Regions from separate parts of the Mus musculus genome. Here regions 1 and 2 are each linked to region 3. Evidence: chromatin contacts called from public Hi-C and promoter capture Hi-C data. All regions are on one chromosome and are shown on one strand. Each heading gives the region's core, a stretch centred on a gene start, on an enhancer-like site or on the middle of the called end of the contact. The rest is flanking DNA. Distances are from core to core; before and after follow the strand shown.

What was found. Promoter capture Hi-C pulls out the DNA fragments that hold promoters and counts their contacts. A called contact is a pair of places that touch in the nucleus more often than the background predicts.
Region 1: a contact with region 3 is called in a Hi-C map of B cells, with 15 read pairs. The contact joins the enhancer-like site here to the promoter of Brd7 in region 3. A contact is called at or near these places in 6 of 39 promoter capture datasets (the C10 cell line, the HPC-7 cell line, cranial neural crest and 3 more), 1 of 484 Hi-C or Micro-C datasets (B cells) and 6 of 115 datasets of contacts at active chromatin or transcription factors (the 230-238 cell line, embryonic basal ganglia, embryonic forebrain and 3 more).
Region 2: a contact with region 3 is called in a promoter capture Hi-C map of the HPC-7 cell line. The contact joins the enhancer-like site here to the promoter of Brd7 in region 3. A contact is called at or near these places in 20 of 39 promoter capture datasets (the 3T3-L1 cell line, 3T3-L1-derived adipocytes, the C10 cell line and 13 more), 1 of 15 datasets of contacts at CTCF or cohesin (large pre-B cells), 20 of 484 Hi-C or Micro-C datasets (the 63-12 cell line, B cells, CD8 T cells and 14 more), 13 of 115 datasets of contacts at active chromatin or transcription factors (the 230-238 cell line, the SCID.adh cell line, bone marrow-derived dendritic cells and 8 more) and 3 of 9 other capture datasets (adipose tissue, embryonic stem cells and liver).

What each region holds. Positions count from the first base shown.
Region 1 is chr8:88,667,474-88,670,173 of GRCm38.p6, reverse strand. The region is part of intron 4 of Nod2 (nucleotide-binding oligomerization domain containing 2); the gene reads right to left. Among named protein-coding and RNA genes, the nearest start is that of Nod2, 21 kb to the right of the region's middle. Within about 2 kb of position 1,448, at least 171 of the 459 cell types and tissues checked have an H3K27ac peak or open chromatin away from gene starts, as enhancers often do. A contact at or near this core is called in the 230-238 cell line, B cells, the HPC-7 cell line and 3 more, where this site is marked.
Region 2 is chr8:88,731,417-88,734,160 of GRCm38.p6, reverse strand. Cyld (CYLD lysine 63 deubiquitinase) reads right to left here. Exons shown (of 17, transcript NM_173369.3): 9 at 2,345-2,486; 10 at 1,053-1,175. Among named protein-coding and RNA genes, the nearest start is that of Cyld, 36 kb to the right of the region's middle. Within about 2 kb of position 1,375, at least 1 of the 459 cell types and tissues checked has an H3K27ac peak or open chromatin away from gene starts, as enhancers often do. A contact at or near this core is called in the HPC-7 cell line, where this site is marked.
Region 3 is chr8:88,360,816-88,363,515 of GRCm38.p6, reverse strand. Brd7 (bromodomain containing 7) reads left to right here and starts at 1,344. Exons shown (of 17, transcript NM_012047.3): 1 at 1,344-1,610; 2 at 1,806-2,014. The coding sequence starts at 1,562.

The DNA of each region.
Region 1 (2,700 bases), core at 199-2,698, 310 kb before region 3:
TTTGAGAAGCCATGGAGTTGATTTCAAACCCAGTTCCCATCTTTGCAGACGGATAATGACCACGACAGTCACCCCATATAAGGCTGTTAAGATGGAGAGGAGCTGGCCTGTGGCAGAAGCAGTCAGAACAGGATGAACCATCTAGAAAGCAGACTGGAGACTAGCTAGCTAGACACAAGTATCCCAGACCTTGGAAACAGGCCTAAGTTAACGAGCACTGCTGATCTGCCCTTGGCTCACCAAAGCCCTGAAGATGGGCAAGGCCCTGCAGCTCCGCTAGGGAGCCTGGGTCACAAGGTCATCTGAGAGCTTTCCTAAACTACAGCTTCTCAAGCCCCAACCCGGAGCTGGTAGCCTGGGGATAGGTACCCAGTGACGTCAGAAACACGATGCCCTCCACTGGCACGTGTAAGTAATCCTTGCATAGGTGGTTACCAGCCCAGGTAATGGTCCCCCTCAGCAGGATGCGCTGACCTTGATCAGCTAGTCACTAACTGTCCTAGTTTGATTTCCATTGCTGTGATAAAACACTATGAACCAAAAGCAAAACAAACAAACAGCAACAAAAACATAATAGAATCGAGATTTTTGTTTTGCCTTATGGTCCCAAAAGGGTAAGAGTCTACACTAGCAGGGAGGCATTGGCAGCAGGTAAGCAGCATGAGAGCTTACATCTCCAACGGTAAGCACAAAGACAGTGAACTCCATGTGACAAGACTCTAAACTCTCAAAAGCCACCTCCAGCAATGCCGTACCTCCTAAACCTCCTGAAACATCACTGCCAATTGGGGACCAAGTGTTCAAATACCTGCCCCTATTGGCGCGCGTGTGTGTGTGTGTGTGTGTGTGTGTGTGTAGAGCGGGGTGTTTCTCATTCAAACAGTTAGACTAGCTATCTCCAGGTCCCTGCACCTGCAACAAAGAAATGCCCACCTCAGCAAACTCTACCCATGCACTGTACATGGTAAAAGCCACCTGAAATCACCAGTCCATTTTCTGTGCCAGGCACTGCTCTGTGTACCCCCCCAACAGTAGTATCATTAATTTCACCCCAAGTCCATACAGTAGGCCCTACTGATGTGTCCTCAAGAGAGACACAAACAAAAGGGGGTGACTTTGCTGGGGTTGCACAATGCTGAGCCAGGACAGCTGGGCTGCCAACCTGCCCTTAAGCACAGCACGGTGCAGCCTCCCCGAGGGCTTTTCTAGGGCTCTCAGGGAAGTGGTTTTCAAGCTGCAGGTCTTCTGCCCTATTAGTGAGCTCCACAGACAATTCTGAAAGTCTGAGCAGGATGTCAACGCTGAAATAGGACAGCTGAAAGAGAGCAGGGTGAGTCAGAGCTAATGAGGGAAGTCATCTCCCAAAGCTCTTGTTTCAGTTCTGCACGCCCGTGGGTCTGTGCATTCTCTCTGGGAGGGGAACAGAAAGCTGAAACCATCACCCTAGAGGCAAAGAGAGCAGAGTCTAAAGAAGCCTGCAGAGGAGTGCTTTGCATGTAGGGTTTCTTAGAGACCAGGGTTTCAGTTGGCATGGAAACCCTTCGGGTGGGGAAGATGCAGACTCATACTGTGGGAGAAAAGCTGACCCCTTCTTCCCTTCTGCTTTCTTTCCTCTCTCTATGTGGCTGTGTTATGCACATGCACTCGCGAGAGCACGCACGCGCGCACACACACACACACACACACACACACAAACACACACACACACACACACACACACACACACGAAATGCTAACCTCTTAGTTGTACAAAGGTTAAGAACAGTAGAGCTCGGTCAAGGGCTTTAAGCGCCGCATTCAGCTTTCTCTTACTAACATAATCCCTGAGGTGATTAATTTAAAAAGCAAAAAGATCCATTTTGACACACATGTCTGGAGATGTCAGTCTATCTGCTGGCCTTCCTGCTTTGGAACCTGCGTCAAGGCAGCACATCGTGATAAAGGGGTAAACAGCGTGTATCTCCAGCCAGGGGATAAACGCTAAAGGAATGAGCTGGGCTCCCATAATCCCTTACAAGTGCACACCTCCAATTACCTACAGATAGTGCCGCCCTTCTTAAACATTGCACCTCCCAACACACAGACCCTTGAGGGACATACATCCACACATGGTAACCACTCAGGACTAAAAGAAGCTGATTTCTGCAGGGCAGGATTCTCACAGAGCAAGACTTCTGGTGTCTGAATAACACACAGGTTCCCAACCCTCCCCAACTTCCCCAATTCCCCCAGGCACCCCCTTCCCACCCAAGCCTACTGAACAGGAATTACTGCAGCCCAGGAACCTCCAATTCAACAAGCGACTTTTCATGACACCAGGCCAGGACTCCCTTTTTCTGAAAACAGACAGGCCCACAGCCTCCCAGACCTCTGGTCCCATCATGTCACAGAATCATATGAACGTTCTTAATCATTAAAAAAAAAGGACCATTTAAAAATTCCAGGGATGGATGGGTGCTGAGCTTGGTATACTGTATCTGTAACTCTGGTACGAATGGGGGGAGGCAGAAAGATCTTAAGTTTGAGATCAGTGTGAGTTAGCTGAAGCCCCACTTAAAAATAAAAATCCAGAGATGACTTGCTCTGAGGGTCATCCAGGCCAGTATATATGGTCTTCTGAGGTTGTGGTTTAAAAGGAGTGGCCCTGCCAGGCGTGGTGGCGCATGCCTTTAATCCCAGCACTTGGGAGGCAGAGGCAGG
Region 2 (2,744 bases), core at 126-2,625, 370 kb before region 3:
TCAACTGATCTTGCCTTAGTCTCTTGAGCCAGTAAGTGCTGCGATTACAGGTGTATGATATACCACCATGTTCGGCAAGACACATCCTGACCTCACAGGCCATCTGACAATCTCCTGGCATAGAGTGAGTGACAAAGTATGCTAACTACAATTCCGGACTGCTTGAACAAATATGATGCGAAGAATATTAAGCCTATTACAGAAAGGCTTACAGTGTTTTAAAAAGAAGGAAGGCTATAATAATACACCTTGTTATTGATTTGACCTCTGCTGGTAGTACCATTTATATAGTGAAAGAAAAATCTGAGTGGTTAAAATTTGCATAAGACAAAATAATTAATGTGAAAATCAAAGCACATATTTATTTTAAAGGGTAAAATGATTACAGAATTTAGGGAAAACAAGTATCTAAATAGAGAAATTTATTCTTTTACTTTCTTAGTTATGTGACACAGTAGGACATCTAGAATATTCCTTTAATTTACATACTTTGTTATTTTTAAATATATTAAATTAATCTTTATTTTTATTGTTAAGAAAAGTATATAACAAAATTCAAATTGATCATAACTGGCCTTTAAATTGCGTAGTTTGTTCTCTGTCTTCCTGACCTATTAGTTTCATGATCATTGTATGACTTAACTCTTCATCACTTAAACATCTTGTGATGTTAACACACATCACCAACATCACATACCAAAGTCTTCCCATCTTCTGCACATTTACAACTCACCTTAGTAAAGAAGTAGAGGAAGACATAAAAATATTCTTTTAAACAAACACCATATTACTATAATACACCTCATCTGCTTTTAGTACAGTGTTATTACTAACTTGTAATACATGATACCAAATGATTCACATCATTTCATAGACTATAGTTATTACATACACTGAAATAAACAGAAGCAGAAGACTAAAGGTTTTAAAAAGTCAATACTTCATGAAATTTCTATTCATCTTTTTTTACTATATGAGCACACAGCAAGAATTACTACACAAGAAAATAGCAAACAGAATGCAAACTGAAGACAAACACATCTTGTACTTACATTCTCAGAGGATTGACTATCTCTGTCCTCAGTAGCTCCTGAGTCTCACTGTAATACTCTATATCATTCTTCTCTTTGGGTCTAAGTAACACAGTGTCCAGGGCAGAACTAAAAGCAAATAAGCTACAAAACAAAAAGAATATTTTCCTTATGCTAAAAATATATTGATATTTGAGAAAATTCTTAAAGGAGTCAGAAGAGAAAGAGGAACAATGCATAGGAGAGCAATGCATAAGAATTCATGTGTCAAGACAGCAGAGGCCTGTGTTCAGCCATTAGTGTGCCCACAGACCCTGAAGTTCCAGACCACAAACACAGGGTAAAGACATGCAAGAGAATGTTTTGAAAAAAGCTTGCTTACATAGTCAAGAAGAGCCTGGAAATCAGCCCGCCCTCTCTGTCCTTCCTTCTTCCCTCCCCCCTTCTTCACTTCCTCCCTCTCTCCCTCCCCCTCCTCTCATTCCCCCTCTCTCTCACACACAGACAACATGGGGAAAAAGTTGGAGGCCACTAGTTAGGACAAATACATCTTGCTCTCCTGAGACATGTGCTTCTATAAAATAACTTGTGAGTGACTAGCAGCAGAAACTTACTGGTATCAAAGAATATAACATTTGGCTTAAACAGATTTTTATCAGGAAATCTAAAGAATATTATAGCAATACTACAAGGTTTGTTTAATCAAAAGTATTACACCAACAAAAAGACCCCCAGCCTTTATTCTGTTCTCTGCTTTTGAAATCCTACCATCCCTGCTAACCACCTCGCTCTTGTGCACAGTTTACAGAGCAGAGCTGGCAGAGCCTCTTAGTTTAACTGCAGTGCACAATCCTTAAGGCCACAGATTCATGGTTCAATCTTCAGAGTTTAATGTTCCCTGTATTATTCACTCCACTTTAGGAAAGTCGACACAAAGGATGGCAACAGTGATCCCATGGGAAATAATTTTTAATATAAAGAATTTCCATGATCACATTGATATACTAAAGTATACACATACAATGCCAACAGTTTACTGCCAGTTACTTGGTTCATTCAAGTGCAGTCTACTACATTGGAAGCAGATGCCTTCATCACATCTGTTCACGAACTAGCTTTTAAAATCTATATAAATAAGATATAAAATTTGTTAACTGTCAAGGACCAAATCTTATGACCTTTCTTAACTCCCAGTCAGTTTCTCTACTCAAAGGCACCTCCTTTCAGATACACACACACACACACACACACACACACACACACACGTCCCAATAAGGCACTATCTACAGTTACTGCAGAAAATGTGTACTTACCAGAATAAAGTTGAGTCTAAGTAACAAGAATTGTAATGGCCCTGGATGCCTTTCTTCTTTCCAATCATTATCTCTAAACCTTCCTTTTCCATTTTAGGTGGAGTATTTTCTTCTACTACTTCACTTAAATAGCCCCCAAATGCTGAAAAGATAAAAAATGAAAATAATTATTTTAAACCATGATAGTATATATTCATATGCACTCCATGTAAATATGTCATCATTTAAAATACATTTTGACATCCTGTGCAAATTTTTTCAACCTTTAGTTAACTGTTAGTTATCTGGGCTTATAAAAATGCTATTATTCACTTTCAACATTGCTTCCTTCAGATAGAACTTAGAAAATTAAGTCAATTAAGCACCTGTCAAATAAATACTTTGTTACTTGTCCAAAATG
Region 3 (2,700 bases), core at 95-2,594:
TTATAAAATGTATAGGCCACTAGAAGGCTAAAAGTGCAGTAAAGACACTTTGCACTGTGTGTACTAACTAATGAAAAGGATTGTGACTCCAGTTCAAGCCTGGATTTGAATACTGATTCTACATCTGACCCCTATCTTATTTCTTTGGGCATCCATTTCCTCCTCTATAAAATGGGAATATGAATATTACCTGCTCTTGCTATTTTGTAAAGTTGTCTCACACACACACACACAGAGAGAGAGAGAGAGAGCGTGCACTTTATTTCCCTAGACATCTCTGCACATGCAACAGTGAGCTCTATTTTTAGATAGCATGTTACTATGTAGCCCTGGCTAGTCTGGGATTCAGTCCTCCTGCCTCAACCTGAGGGCCGGGATAGGCCAGCACAGCCATGCATGCATGCACCATCACACCCAGCACAAGCAGATCTTAACGTGGCCCATCTGGGTAAGTGCCAGTAGACAAAATTGTCAGTGAGCCACTGCCCAGAAGGGCTGGGCATCCAGAGATAAGAGAACAGGAACGGCACTGATGGGGGTGAGAAGCAGACAAAACAGCAGGCAGCCTGTGCCTCCCTGGGGAGCCAATAGCTGCAACCCCACCACCTTTTCGGAGGCAAGTTCTAGCTAATTTCTAGACCCTTAGCTTCCTTTTCTTTCCAGTTACTTTAGCATATAAATTGTTTTTTAAACCACAAAGAAAAGCATAAAAGTAAAAGAATCCACCCCTATACCGTCCTGGTCACCTGAAATAAAGTAAGCAGTACTGTTTCCAGCCTTTGAATCCAGACCACACCTTCACTTCCGGTCTCACTTTTGAACAACACTGCTGCACACTTGGTGCGTTTCATTTAGTTAACATCTTGGAGGCTTTATTCTATCATGAACAAGCCTTTGTTTTTGTTTTGTTTTGGTTTTTTTCTGTATGCATTTATTTATTTGTGCAAGAATATATATAAATGTAAACATTAGAGGACAACTTTCAGGAGTCGATTCTCTCCTTCATGTGGAACCTGGAGAGCGAACGGAGATCGTTAGGCTTGGCAGGACCCATATTCTTGGGTCTGCCCGATCCTGTACAGATGGAGTTCAATAATATTGCTAAAGACAAGAAACAAAAGCCAAGGAAAGTTAAAAGGATTCAGGAAAGCAGGGAAGAGCGTCGGGGATGGAAAAAGAAAGTCAAGACAGGCCCCGCCTCTGAGCCCGCCCCCCAGCCGCAGCCCCGCCCTCCACCACAGGCTGCAGCGCCGCCTCCGGCCGCCAGGGGCCGCCACGCGCCGCAGACCGCATCCCGTCCGCTCGGCGGCCTCTCTTTCCCGCTGGTTTGCCGGCCTCTCGCCCTCTCGCCACTGGTGTCGCGCTTCGGTCGCGTCCCGCGCGTGGTTTTTTTTTTTTCTCGTGAGGGACCTCGCGCCGCCGGGCGCGTGCCGTCCCCCTGCCTCGCGGCGCGGGCTCTCGCGGGCCCCGCTCCCGCCCTCCGCTCGCCTGGCCCGGACCGGAAGCGGCGCCGCACGGCCTGGGCCTGGCGCGGGGGGCGGGCTCTGGGGCCCGGTCGGACATGGGCAAGAAGCACAAGAAGCACAAGTCGGACCGCCACTTCTACGAGGGTGAGGAGCGGCTGGCCTGCCTGCGGAGCCGCGCCGTCCCCTGCCCGCAAGGCCCCGACCCGCGGAGATCGCCCCCGGCGGGGCGGCGTTCGACTCGGGCCTGCCGGTCCCGGCGGGGGTTCGTGGGGCGCTGGGAGGTGGGGCGCCCGCCCTCGGCCGGCCCCGGCTCAGCCCCGCGTCCTGCTCTTGTTTCAGAGTACGTGGAGAAGCCCCTGAAGCTGGTCCTCAAAGTCGGGGGGAGCGAGGTCACCGAGCTCTCCACGGGCAGCTCCGGGCACGACTCCAGCCTCTTCGAAGACAGAAGCGACCATGACAAACACAAGGACAGAAAACGGAAAAAGAGGAAGAAAGGCGAGAAGCAGGCTCCGGGGGAAGAGAAGGGGAGAAAACGGAGAAGAGTCAAGGTAAAGGGGGCTTTGTTGCTTATGGCCCCGGGCTCCAGTTCCCAGCCTCCTTAGCCTGTTCCAGTGCGACACCCAGACGTCTGGGAAGTCTGGCTTTGTGGAGGAGTGAGACAGACCAGAAGCCTGGGTCACCTGGGCGCTCAGCAAGTCTTGTCCCAAGTGTCCTCTCGAGCACCCGTGCTGTCCCCACACATCCTGTAAGCAGCCGAGTCCTGGTCTTCCGTGACTCCTTCAAAGGCTGTTTTTTTTATAATTGTCTTGGAAGGGTGAGAAGTCACTCACCGGAAAGCCTGGGAGGTTTGTCAAACGTAGCTGTTCTTCAGAAGTGAAGGCGATCTACAGGTGTCCCAAGTGTTCTCCTGAAATAAGTTATTTTAATGACAAATGGAGCTGGCGCGGCGTGATGGCACGTGCCTGTGATCTCAGCGCGCAGGAGACTGCGGCCAACCTGTGCTGCTTAATACAAAATAAGCAACCGTTTTCATTAACTAGAAAAGAGTAAGTAGCTAATGTCTTGATTTGCCAGGTAGGTTGAATAGTGCGGGTTAACTTTCTTCTCAAAGGTGAGTCCACCCATATCTGGAATTGCCCTAGAATTCTGCCCTTCCAAAATGTTAGCTGCCTGCCCTCAAGTGCTTACTAAAATGCGTTAGTACTTTTTGAAAGTCATCCTTTCTGAGGCTTAG